2 separate regions of the Danio rerio genome follow, and region 2 is linked to region 1. A link is a contact called in public Hi-C data. All regions are on one chromosome and are shown on one strand. Each heading gives the region's core, a stretch centred on a gene start, on an enhancer-like site or on the middle of the called end of the contact. The rest is flanking DNA. Distances are from core to core; before and after follow the strand shown.

Region 1 (6,948 bases), core at 3,856-6,355:
ACAGCGGCGGCGGAGACACATGTGTGAGTTTCCCCATGATAAGGCTGCTTCTTCCTCTTTCTCTGGTTGAACGCACACACTTTATCACCGTCCTCAACGGTTAAAGGTGTAGCTGCCATTTACTACATTTGTGTTCAGGCTCCTGAGAATTGAAAATCAGGTTTATCTGGTACATCTATAATTTGAGCGTTCTTTGATTCCTCATTGTATGATGAACAGTGACATCACATGTATTATATTTTCTCACATTTGATCAATCAATATATCAAAATAGATATTATATTGAAAATATACAGAATATTGTAAATGTACTGAAATATTGCATTTTATGCCTTCATTCATTTTCTTTTGGCTTAGTCCCTTTTATTGATCTGGGGTCGCCACAGCGGAATGAACCGCCAACTTATCTAGCAAATGTTTTACGCAGCGAATGCCCTTTCAGCCGCAACCCATAACTGGGAAAAATATTGCTTTTCAAATACTGAAAAACATGTTAAGTGTGTGCTAACCTTTCATTTGTAATTCACTTTGGAGGAAAACGTCTTCTGAATTTATAATATTGATAGCAATTTCATTCAATCATTCATTTTCCTTTGCCCTATTCCTTTTATTCATCAAGGGTTGCCACACTGTAATGAACCGCCAACTTATCCAGCGTATGTTTTACACAGCGTATGTTCTTCCAGCTGCAACCCATTACAGGGAAACATCCATAGACTCTTATTCACACACATACACTATACGGCCAAATTAGTTCAGACTATAGCGCATGTTTTTGGACTGTGGGGAAAGCCGGAGCACCTGGAGAAAACCCATGACAACATGGGAAGATAATGCAAACTCCACACAGAAATGCCAACTGACCCAACAGGGGCTCGAAGTAGTGAACTTCTTGCTGTGAGGCGGTAGTGCTAACCACTGAGCTACCGTGTTGCCCATGATAGCAACTTCCATTTGTTAATGCATAATAGAAATATACTAATAATGCTAATTCATGATAGAAATGTGCCAAACATGTTAGAAACATGCTAGCATTGTGTATTTATGCTTTTCATTGTGCATTGTGAATTTATACTTCTGCACTGTAATAAATATGTTGCTTACCTACATTTTTAAGTTGAACCAATTTATAACCAGGTCATTTTCACTTGCATTAAATAAACTGATTTAAAACATCAACTTAAAATTTGTCAACCTTAAAAAATGAGTTGAAACCTGATTAACTTACTAAATTAAGTTATGTAAAACATAAGTTGTCATGACTTTTTAATCTCACTTTTTACAGTTTGCTAAAAATGTTAGAAACATGCATTTGTTTTGTTTTATATTTTACATACTTTTTTTAAATTTTAGGTGAAGTTTAAGTCATTTTTGTTTAAATATTTTTCTAATATTTTAGCAGCTTAAATACAGTTGAAGTTAGAATTATTAGCCGCCCCTGTTTATTCCCCCCCATTTTCTGTTTTACGGAGATAAGTTTTTTTCATCACATTTCTAATCATAATAGTTTTAATAACTCATTTCTAATTACTGATTTATTTTATCTTTGCCATGATGACAGTAAATAATATTTTATTAGATATTTTTCAAGACACTTTTATACAGCTTAAAGTGACATTTAAAGGTTTAACTAGGTTAATTATGTTAACTAGGCAGGTTAGAGTAATTAGGCAATTTATTGTATAACGATGGTTTGTTCTGTAGACATATATATATATATATATATATAGCTTAAAAGGGGCAAAATATTTTGACCTTAAAATGTTTTTAAAAAATTAAAAACTGATTTTATTCTAGACAAAATAAAACACAAAAGACTTTCTTCAGAAGAAATAATATTATCAGACATACTGTGAAAATTTCCTTGCTCTGTTAAACATCATTTTAGAAACATTTAAAAAAAGAAAAAAATCCAAGAGGGGCTAATACTCCTGACTTCAATAAAGTTAAAGAAAAATAAAATTAATATTTCTGTTGCAACTACAATGAGAATACATTCTTGCTGCCTTCAATCTTTTAGTTAAATCAACTGTTTTCAATCTTCAATCTTCAACTTCTTTTTAACTTACATCAATCAAACTGACTAAAACATTAAACTAAACGTTGTATAACATAAAAATAGTTAAAATAGGTATTAACATAAGTTAAATTTACAAAAACATTTGTTGTCATAACCTTTTATTAAATAGTAATCAGTGTGTAGCTGAAATAAAGGAACTTCATGTTTCTTTAAATATATTTATTTTTAGTTGCCATTTATAAACTGTAAAAAATCTGACAATAAATCAAGAAAACAAATTATTTTTACTTGCTTTAAGTTATTTTAATATGTTAATCAGGTTTCAAATAAATTGTATATTATTAAGTTATACAAAGTTTAATCAAATATTTATAGTCAGTTTAACTGACGTAAGAAACGTTAATTTCAGATGACTAGAAATGTTAATTTGATTGAACTAAAAAAATTGAAGGCAGCAGTTTTGCTACTTGAAGTGTACTTGCTTTTAGTTTCTTCATTTTTCCTGCACTGTAAAAAAAATCCTGGATGCCTTAATTAATTTGCCTTGATTAATTTTTAAGCTGAATCAAATTAATCTTATGAATTCATTGAACTTACATTATGTTAAACTGACTTTAAACAGCTAGAATAACTTATAAAATTAAGTCAGAACATTTTCTTCATTCATTTTCTTGTCGGCTTAGTCCCTTTATTAATCCGAGGTCGCCACAGCGGAATGAACCGCCAACTTATCCAGCAAGTTTTAACACAGCGGATGCCTTCCAGCTGCAACCCATCTCTGGGAAACATCCACACCCACATTTACACACACATGTTTTTGGACTGTGGGGGAAACTGGAGCACCTGGTGGAAACCCATGCAACGGCAGGAAGGCAGGAAGAACATGCAAACTCCACACAGAAACACCAACTGAGCCAAGGTTCGAACCAGCGACCCAGCGACCTTCTTGCTGTGAGGCAACAGCACTACCTGCTGCGCCACTGCCTTGCCTAAGTCAGAACATGATTAACTTTAATGAGTAACTTAATGAACTAAAAACATGCTGTCAGGACTAAGTGATTATATATATTTTTACAGTGTGGTGTTCATGAAAGACAGTTTTAATAAATATATAAAATATATGAGCATTAATTCCACATATATAAAAATGTTATGTAATATATTGCATAATGCCTTTCTTTATATTGATGTTTCTGTGGCACAGGATACATACAACATCCAGTCTCAAGATCCAAGCAGCTTCAGAAAGAGGAGGCACATTTCTGAAGAGCAATAATGCATATAAAAATAGAAAATGTGTTCAATTGCCTTTAGGCCCTGCAAGATGATTAAAAACCAGCTCCTACATTTGAGGGCATATTGCTGTCTTGCAGCAGCTGCGGTGAGTTGATAGCAAAGGAAAGCTTGGGGCTGAATGATGACAGCGATGCTCTGGTGTTTAGTCAGAACCTGATTATCTGTGAAGATCAAACCAGCTTTAAAACAAACTACAAAGCAACTGCAGAAACAATATGTGCTGAATTACATCCTCCCAAAACTCATTTAGCACATACTTCGCCTCTGTTTAGGGACCTTTGAATCAGCAGTGGCTAATACATGAATATAGAGGGAAATATCCAATCCAGGTCACACAATAAATAAGTCATTGTCTGCTGGTGTGTAAAAGCTTCCCTGTGTGAAATCATTGCATGTATAAATCAACCTAGTTTTTTACTTTGGAAAATAAATCTTCGGGAAAATGTAATCAATTATTTTTAGTAAGTATCAGTTACTGCACAGAAAAAAAAGTTAAATTTTTAACATTTTGAAAAAAAATACTCTTATACAAATATAATATTTTAATAATATTATATTACTTTTAGCATTTATTTTATTAAGTATGGAGTATTGGTTAAAGCTTGTTTAAATTATTTATTTATTTATTTATTGTAATTTATTGTTACTTCTGTAATTGTACCTAACATCTCATTCTGAAGCATTTATGTTAGGTATAATTACAGACATGATGTGTAAATTAATTTTTAATTAATTAATTAATTAAAATTCAACCATATGCTTTAAACAATACTTCATACTTCATTATAATAATTATATATATATATATATATATATATATATATATATATATATATATATATATATATATATATATATATATATATATATATATATATATATATATATATATATATGTGTGTGTGTGTGTGTGTGTGTGTGTGTGTGTGTGTGTGTGTGTGTGTGTGTGTGTGTGTGTGTGTGTATAATGTACTAACAACTTTTTCAATACCATATGACGGGTACATGATGTGAACCTGAAAATGTACGACATATTAATGTTGACCAGCAAAAAGGTCTGTGTTGCCATCTGCTGGTTAATAAATATATTACAAAGGTTTTCTGTCATAGTAAATACTACAATAACATACTGAATTTTAATATTAATTATGTTCCCTATATTTGCTAATAATTACTAATATCTGCAATAATACAATCAAAAAGAATGCTAACTTATAAGCTACTTAATAAATATACACTGCTAGTCAGAAGTTTGGAAAACTATTTTGTTAAAAAAGTCTCTTCTGCTCTGAAGCTTAATTTATTCATTCATTCATTTATTTTCTTAGTCGCTTTATTAATCCGGGGTCGCCACAGCAGAACGAACCGCCAACTTATCCAGCACATGTTTTACGCAGCGAAAATGCCCTTCCTGCCGCAACCCATCTCTGGGAATCAAGCTTAATTTATTTCATTATAATTATTTTATTACGAATTAAATTTGAATTTAAACAACTATTCTTTTACTATGTGAAAATACTTTAAATGTCATTTATATCTGTTCATTATAGTGCGTTTTTATCCTTCAAGTTTGTATGTTTTTGCTCTTTTGATTAATATTATAAATCTTTAAAATTAAACAATAGCTGTTTTCAACTATAAAATCAATCTGTAAAAGTTTGAATTGAGAACAGAAAATCGTCTAAAACAAATGCCCAAAATATGGCCCGCGAGCTAAAATTAGCCCATTGTAACGTTTGATGCAGCCCAGTGCATCACATTTGAGAATAGAATGAGTAGCTGTGATGGAGATGCTTGGGGTGAACATGTCTTTAACGGAGATCATCATTTCTAATTTGGCGTAAACTTTTTTGTTAGTTTGTTTGTTTGTTGTTTGTTTGTGAGCAATTCCAGGCAAAAACTAGAGTAAGTCTATTCTGATATAAATGAGATGTTTTTGTTTTTACTGAAATAAGTTCATTTTAAAATGTAAAATAAACGATGCTGTTTTAGTTAATATACACCAATGTTTTCTTCTTATTTTTAAATATTATTAAATAAATTAACTATATTTATTTACCTTTGGCCCACTAGCCTCAGTGAAGTTTGGTTTTTGACCCTTCATAAGAAAAAGTTTGGGCACCTTGGTCTAAATCTAAAATATTGCGCTCCAAAACAGCGGAACCAGCTTTCGCTTGCCCCGTGTTTTGTCGGATCCTTCCTCGGCGTGACACATCAAAATGGCGGAGCGGGAAGAAGCGGTGAGGGGATTCGTCGCTGTTACTGATGTTGATGAAGAGAGGGCCCGGTTCTTCCTCGAGTCCGCCGGCTGGGACCTGCAGGTCAGCAGCATACCGGACACTTTATCAATGAAGGATTGTGCTGTAAATCAAAAGCTCTGCGGGCGAGAATTCAGGAGACTTTAAGCCTGCACCGAGAGCCAGTCAGAGGTGTAACCGGCTAACAAAATGTGCAAGTCACTCCTGATTAAAATCATCAGGACTTTCTTAAACTGCTTTATCTAGTTGATCACAAATGCTGAAATTCACGCTTTGGGATTTGCCACTCAGTATTTCTCTAATGCTTAGATATTTAAACATTCCCGGAGTGTTTTACATAGAAATTAAGCTATAACTTAGCAGCTTTGGCCTTGTCGGTAAATACCCATGTTTACATTCGTGGTTTAATTTAGTCTCGCCCTGAAACATCCTAAAATGTGTTATTTCTTAGTCATTCATAATATTAGTCTGAAACATCTAATTAGTTAATGTATATAATGGATGTTTTTTCTGTTCTGTTTGCGTGTCAGTGTGTGAATGAAGTGACAGCTCTTTTTTTTTGGTCCGTTTTTAGCTTGCTCTTGCTAATTTCTTTGAAGATGGAGGAGAAGATGATATTGCCACTCTTCCTCAGCCAGAGTCTGGATCTGTCACTCGACCCACAGGACCCAGGTTACACAGCTATACCCATAAACTATTTGGACCTCGATGATATGCTGTAGGGTTCATGTCGTAAGAGTGAGCTGTGTTTAACGGTGTCTCATTTGATTTCAGCGAACACAGAGTGACATCCTTCAGAGATCTGATGCATGAGGATGATGATGACAGTGGTGATGAGGAAGGCCAGAGGTATCTTTTTTTTCACACTTAATGACAGCTAAAGTCATCGACCATGAACTCAACTTTCTAATGATCTTTGTCTGGGAAACAATAAGATTGACAATACTGATTTCACTAACAACTATTGATCCATGCAGTTAACAGTTACAGTATTTGTCACTGAACACTTATCTGAACATTATCTGTCTGTTTTGATCAATTAAAAAGTATTATGTGGTTTATTGTTGATACATCATATCATTTTGAACATCCATTTGAAGATGCCATGGATTGACAGTCTCTATATACCTCAGTGTAGTGTAAAAATAAGAGTTTAGTAAATGTTAACAACATACCATGCAATTCAAACACCATTGTTTCCTTGTTCTCATGTAAATATTGTGAGTTAAATCCCAGTCTAAAACAGGCCGATCAGAACAAAACACTGACTCTGGCGATCCACATGAGGTCATTAATATGTCAGACTGTTTGATTGGTTACAATGTTCCATGGTGAGATTACAACAGTGATAAATGTTTTTGTTACTTACAGATG
Region 2 (7,249 bases), core at 1,742-4,241, 180 kb before region 1:
GGATTTTGCAAATATTCTCTGATGTTTAAAACTCCCTTTTCTTTAAAGGTTTAAGACATTCTTGAGAACTCTTCACAGATTTGTGTGTGCGAAGCATCATTTAAGTCAACATTAGCACCTGTCAGCTTTAAATGTGGGGAAAACTGGATAATTTTCAGCTGTTGTTGGTTAATTTCATCTTCTTGGTTTGAAATAATTTTTGGGGCAGAATCAAAATCTTTGACAAATTGCAAATCTGCAAGTAGAGTGATGTTTGGAGTTTCTCATTATTATTCATAGCTGAGTGTTCTTATCCTATGAGAAGACCCTTCATCTTAATTATTCATGAGAGCTTTCCGAAGTCATAGCAGACCTGCCAAGCAGTGAGACCCAATGACTAGGTGAGACTGCGTCTGCTCATGGCTAGCAGTATTTAGCTGTTTATGAAGGGTCGTAATGTTATGCGTTTGTTTCCATGATTCACAGGGTTTGTTGGATGTTTTTTTTTTCCCCACAAAGCTGTTGGTTTGCAGCAAACATTTTTGTCAGGAGGGCTGTACGAGAATTGGAGGATGGCAGACTTTGTCTTTTATCAGTTGAGTTTGTTACTATTCAAACACATCGCCTATATCCGTGCTGCTGTGTTCGCCATGTTTAAAATCCCACAGATTGCCGGTAGGGCTATTGGTTGAAACAGACAGGGAAAGAGACCTGCTGCACTGCTATCCACTGTATCTGCATTCAACCCCGGTGATTCAGAAGGAGAGAAGTCCTCCTCATTTATAGTGTTTACATGATTATCTTTATAATGATATAACAAATTGTGGAACATATGTAGCAGGACATTAATTTATTCCTTATTTCTTTGCATTTTAACTTTGTAAAATCTTTTGAAAAAATTCTGAGGTAGACTTGAGCTGAAAGAGGGGGGTTTCATTGTCCTTTAACTGTTTCTTCTTTATTGAAGACATTTCTGTCAACTAATTCATAACTTTAATCATTTCAAATGAGTAATATGTTATTGTACAAGATTTGTTTTAAGTTTATATAATGCTTTAGGTCTATACTTTAAAAGTTTAAATAGAGCAGAGATGCCCAAACTAGGGCCCACGGGCCAAAGTTGGCCCATGGTAACCTTTGATTTAGCCCGAGGATGGTTCAGACATTGTCATTTCAAATTTAATGTGAACTTTTATTAGTTTGTTGTATTAAGCTAACAAAAAAAAGGCTAAGTGAAATTAAACGTTTCCATTTAAATGGTGTCAAATAATCAGATTTAGCTTAAAATGTACATATTGTCACCCGACGGATAGAAAACTTTGGGAAGCAAATCAAGGCAAGGCAGATTCTGCTTGATTAGTGTATTCAGTGTATTCTCCATTGTGTTATACATATGACCGTTTATGTTTTTATTGCAGTAGTTATAATGAAAAAGATATATTGCATTAGGTTATACGATTCAAAGTGATGTTTACTCATTTTTAATTATTAGGTAATAAATTAGGATATGACCCATGGCGACTTTAATCTAACTTAGTTCGGTTTATTTATCATCGGCATTTGGTTTTTCGCCCTTCATACGAAAAAGTATTGGCACCCCTCTTATAGAGGCTCTTGACGAGTTTTTAAAAGGTAAAAGTGAAGGCCTTGCCTGATGTTAGTAACGGGAAGAGCTGAATACACCACGTGGTGTCGCTGTCAGTGAAACGCGTTTGGGGGTAACAAAGGTTACCATAGTAATTCTGCCACTCTTTGTTTAACGAGCGCGAGCCATTTGCGGTTAATAACATTAACATTCATAACGCCTGTCAAGTGTTCGGAACAAAACATTAGTGAACAGATAAGGAAATCTGAAGAGGGGGATTTATATCAGTGACAGATAACGTGTAAAAGTTGCGAAGTTAAATTTAGATTTCAGAATTACGCTCAATGGACGTTTTAAATTATATATACTAAATTTGTTGCTTTTCAAATGATACAAAGCTTTAGCTAACGGACTTTGGAGTGAGTAAAATCCAACTCCAGTAAAACTCCAGCACAGGCAGAGCTCATCTGATCTGCTGCAATAATAAATGAAACTGCTCCTGGGTTTTAAAGAGCAGCTCTGAGTCTGAAGGGGCGGAACTGAGTGAGCGCTGCGCCGCTGAATGCTCGCTGCACCGAATGCGCTGCTGACAGCGGCTCCGCACAGACCGAGGACGAACACCCACATCGATCATGCGGGACATCATGAATTTGCCCTCTCAAATATCTGAGTAAGTACAAATGGTCTACGATAGGGGTGTGGGTCTTTACAGCCGCTTACAAGCGATTTGGTGTTACCACGGTGAGCCAGTCCATCTTCCATGACGCTAGCAGCTACACGGCTAGCTAGCCGAGGGAGGAAAGATTGACGTAGTTGACTTGGATTTTTACAGGAAACGCATTCCTGGCCAAGTAAGAGCCATAAATTATATAGGGCTTGTTATTAATTTGCTCTCTTGCTCGTGGTTTTCGTGACTGTAATGTGTGCAGAAATGCATCATATTCGTTCGTGAATTAAACATAACGTTACATGGGCTGTTCAATTTTACTCACACGCGTGAATCATTTATGCTAAACTGATTCAGGAGAATAATCTAGAATAATCCGCATCCAGCCTTTCTCCTTAACGTTAGCAGGCCGACGTTTGGGAAGCTCTTCCCAGCTGCTTATGATTTTTGTTTGGATATTTGGCTAATAATTGGACCCTTTTAATGAGCGTTTTCTCGTGCTCGGTTGACTCTGCGCGAGCTCCTCTCTGAAAGTGATCAGTATTGCTCTTACTTCCCAGACAGAACTGACTGGTTGTTTCCGCACGGCCTCTGTGTTATGGGCCTATAATGGAGCCTTATTACGTAATGGCTGATCACGTCACGCATGTAGGTGATCATATATCCTATCACAGAGAGGGGAGGTCTGCCTTAAACAGAAATATCTAGCACTTACTCGCTTTTTTCCAAACATACAGTATTACTTTTGATCTGCCACGCTTTCTGTTTAATTTCCTCGCTTAATCTGTAACTATCCTAAATTTCGAGGGCTTGTTTGCTTGGTTGACTAATCTACGGGAAGAGTAAGCAGATTGTGTTATGGTAAGCTCAGTGCTCTTTTGCTCTCTGTGTTGTCATTATCGTAAACGTTGTCAATAAGCGCGATAACTTAAGATAAAGTAGACAAATGTTAACGCAAGACTTGTGTGTTGGTTAATTTCTAACAAATTGCTCGATAATATCTTTGCTTCAGTCTCGTGTCAGCTTTAAATGTTGTTATTTGAGATCACTAACATAAGACAGCGCGGAATAGCTCTGTGTGTTTATGTGTTTGGGAGGTATGGCATCCATACACTCTCTCGTGGCCGCGCATGTGCTGCTGCTGTATACAGGAATGTGTTTGTGCTGTGTGAGTTGACCTGGTGTTTGTAAACACACCGCGTGTCGCCTTTATTAGAATAATTATTCACTCATCGATCAATCCAGCGACATCAATACGTGCTTCCACTTCAGTAAATATACATAACATTACACGTGTTCAATAAAAGGCGGTGTTTCTTATTTAATGATGAAATTTTGCGTCACATTTCGGACTAAGAGTGAGTCATTTCTTAGTAAGTGTAATAAAAAATGCTATGAAATGTGTGTTTTTTGTCATTTTCACGCCACACACAGAGCTGCGTTGAGATGGCCATGTGTTGTGCTCTGAGCTTCGTTGTTGTCAGCACGTGTTTTTGGCTGATCCAGTGTTTCCTGAGAACTCTCGCGCTCTTCCCACGAGCTATCAGATAATGCAGCGCGTGAACATCCCATGCACTCAAATAGACGAATTCAGCACAAACTTAGCCTTTAATCCGTTTCTTCTTTAATGTAGATATTTCGAAAATCTCTACACATGAACGATCATTTTATCTGGATGTCAGTCATTGTGTCTCTGTCTGTCTGTCTGTCTAGCTGCCCATTGAATTAGGGAGTTGTCTCGAAAAAAATGAATCCTTTTGATTGGAGTTTATAATTAGAAAATAGTGCTGTGTAAATTTGATCTATAATCAATAACTCCAAACTGTTCTATATGTTTAAGAGAGATTAGTGATACAGATACACTGAGCAAACATTGTAAAAAGCACCCCTAATGAAAAACACCTTGGGGAATCTTTTGTCTGTGACTCTTGGCTAGTTCTTCTGGCACTACAAAGAAGGTCCGTTATGGATTTGTTCGAATGAGGGAATCATAATTCCAGCCACGTTGGCCATTTGTGCCCCCCTGCTGTTTAAAATTCACTCATGTCAAGGTCAGTGTACATTTAGCCTTGTCTTGGACAAGGGGAGAGGGGAAATTGTCCATGTTTTTCATAGGAGGCAGGTGATGAGAGGCTACCATCTGTTCCTTTGATCAAGCTCTTCATTAAGTAAGAGGGTTTTAGGTGGTGAAAAAAGCTGTTTATCTTCAGTGCCCCTTAACCTCTTCCAAAGTTTCACCCTGACCCCCCTCCTCTGCCTGTTTGTGAAGATGATTGCGTATTTATGGATCAATTCATTGCACTGTTGTCTTACCACAGGGTATGAGCCATTGCACCATCCCTGAGCGTCGGCAGAAGCCTGAGCAGGACGCAAGGGTGTGCACTGTGTTCTGAGAAACAGCTAGTGGATATCTAGACATCGGAGAACGAGCAACAACCTGAATTATGTCTTACTATAACCGAGAACTGGTGGTATTTTTTATCAAATATAAACTCTCGCAGAGGAACTACCCCTGCAACCACATTGGACTTACAGAAGACACAAATCGGACTGATGGGGCTGAAGAGAATGGCGAGGGGGCAGCAGGAGCGACAACTCTTGTTAATGGCACCATGAATAGAACGAACGCTAGTTCCACTGGGACCCCACCACAATCCCCTGCTTCATCCCCCCAGCGTCAAACAAATGGGTCTGGGGGTCTAGACGCAGTGAAGGAGGCGCTCCGTGATTCTGCCAACGAGTTTGAGCTGCGCTATTCCAGAGCATTCAACGATCTTTCCTCACAGCTCCACATCACACCCGCCACAGCGTACCAGAGCTTCGAGAGCGTGATGGATGAGGTGTTTCGCGACGGCGTCAACTGGGGCCGAATCGTGGGGTTGTTCGCATTCGGAGGGGCTCTGTGCGTCGAGTGTGTGGAGAAGGAGATGAGTCCGCTTGTGGGACGCATCGCAGAATGGATGACCGTCTACCTAGACAACCATATTCAACCCTGGATCCAAAGCCAAGGAGGATGGGTGAGTTAAAATTTACTTGTTTTTTAACCTACCTTATTCTTCTTCAGTCAGCATTTATGTATGTTCAATGTGTCAGATTGTCCTGTTTAATATAAAGACTTTTCAAAGATTAAAAAAACAAACAAACTATATGGGCAACCTTGAAGTAAAAAGTTTTGTTACAAGGCACGTCTACCCCTTAAAAAATAAGGTTTTCACCCTCATTTTGTCACAAACCAATAAGACTTTGGGTGAACCCGAAGGTATTTTATTCTCTAATAAATCTAAATTAATCAACCAGTAGAATCGTAGGATATTTTAATTAGAGGACCATTGCAGTTTGTTAATAATTCATGGAAAGAAAGATACATATGTATCCTTGGAGTTTCCCTGTTTTCTTCAGTTAAGTAAGAAAATCCAATGTATTTGTTTGTTGTATGATTTTTTTTACTGCTTTACTGCTTTTTTATTGCTTCGAAATAGCCATTTAAAAGTTATCAGTATTGACCAATGCATTTTTAAATTTTTTTTAGCTGAACTACTCATTTAAAGGCTTATGTCCCTACTAGACTTGTTGTCTTTTGGGGTTTTGTGTGAAGCTTTTACAAGGCTATATTATTCCAGGAAAAGTGGATGTTATTGATGAAAGAGTGTGTTTCGCATGGTCAAATCTGCTAGCTCCCTTGGGTCCAAAAAGGGGCTGTTTTTAGCGCCTGCCTTTCTCTTGGGCCTGGGTGGGGATGCTGTAACTCTGTGGAGGGGAAAGGAATGGCAGATAAGATAGCAGAGCCACAGCCACTGGTCATTATTGATCTCCATAGTCTTCATTTTCAATCAGATTTCTACAGAACAGATCAGAGTCCAAATGGAGATGAGCACATATTTTAGAAAATAGAGGGGGATTCACTGGTAGTTCATTGTGTTCCTTTTATCTATTGTATTTTTGTTGATTTCACTTTTTCTCTTCATGTTTTTCCCCCTTGGTCAGCTGTCCAGTTGATGAAAGGCGAGCATGAGTAAAGTCATGTGAAAATCCTTTGTGCTGGTTCGCTTTATGTAGAGACTGGACGGGTGGCAGGTAATGGAGGGGTCCTGGCCAACTCAGCCTTTTCTCTTTGTGATCAGGGCTGTGATCTGATTGGGTGTGTAGTGGCAGTCAGATATGGAAGTGGATTGAAAGGTCATTTTTAACACGGCTGTTTTATTAGTTGGTGCATAGAACAGACGCTGTGATTGGCAGACTGGTTTTCATGCTGTTTATATCATTTTGAATATTACTTTTCATTTGCCAATGTGTCATGTACAGAACGTGCGTGTTGTTTTGTTTTGCTCTAGGAGATGCATTTTTTTCCTACACTGACGTTCCTTTTTGCTGTCTTGTGATGTCTGATTGCACAAAGAATCCGGAAGCAAGTAGAAAGCAAAAGTCAAAACGTCATTTTATCTAAATTTGGATCTTGTCATGTGACCACAAGAATGAAAACATTAGGCCACATAATAGTCAAAAACAATCTCTGCCATTGGGTGGATAAGCAAATTTGGATGCTTTGCCATTGGTTGGATAAGCAAGATGTTATAGAATTCAAACCTATTGTTATTGCCGTTTTAGACAAGTGAATCATAACTTTAACTTATCTACAATAAATTGTGTAATATTTATTAAGTTAATCAAATTTGTTTTTTTTTATTAGGATTTTAATGACATTCTCAAGACCCATACATATATAAACTAAATATTGCATACGGACCCTGAGTATGCGTCAATAGCGCCGCCATGTTTGTATAGTGCTTCACAAATGTCATTCAATCGCACTAGTCAAGACAGTGTGCCAATGTGAAGTTGCTGGACTTTAGCGCTGTGTACAGCTGTAGTAACGAGAAACAATAAAGGCAGAAGATTTCATAGGTAAGACTTCGTTTTTTATGTTTTTGTATTTTACAAACTTTTGCTCTAAACAAGTAGCGTTTTTGATGATAAAAACAGTCATTAACTGCATTCACCATAAGGTAAAGTAGCACCAA

What was found. A called contact is a pair of places that touch in the nucleus more often than the background predicts.
Region 2: a contact with region 1 is called in a Hi-C map of hematopoietic stem cells, with 2.1 times the contacts expected there. The contact joins the promoter of bcl2l1 here to the promoter of nsfl1c in region 1. A contact is called at or near these places in 2 of 18 Hi-C or Micro-C datasets (caudal fin and hematopoietic stem cells) and 1 of 4 datasets of contacts at active chromatin or transcription factors (embryo).

The regions. Positions count from the first base shown.
Region 1 is chr23:21,706,754-21,713,701 of GRCz12tu, reverse strand. It overlaps nsfl1c (NSFL1 (p97) cofactor (p47)), which reads left to right and starts at 5,105. Exons shown (of 10, transcript NM_001007446.1): 1 at 5,105-5,221; 2 at 5,390-5,637; 3 at 6,149-6,246; 4 at 6,349-6,423. The coding sequence starts at 5,536.
Region 2 is chr23:21,880,353-21,887,601 of GRCz12tu, reverse strand. It overlaps bcl2l1 (BCL2 like 1), which reads left to right and starts at 2,991. Exons shown (of 3, transcript NM_131807.1): 1 at 2,991-3,092; 2 at 4,550-5,248. The coding sequence starts at 4,676.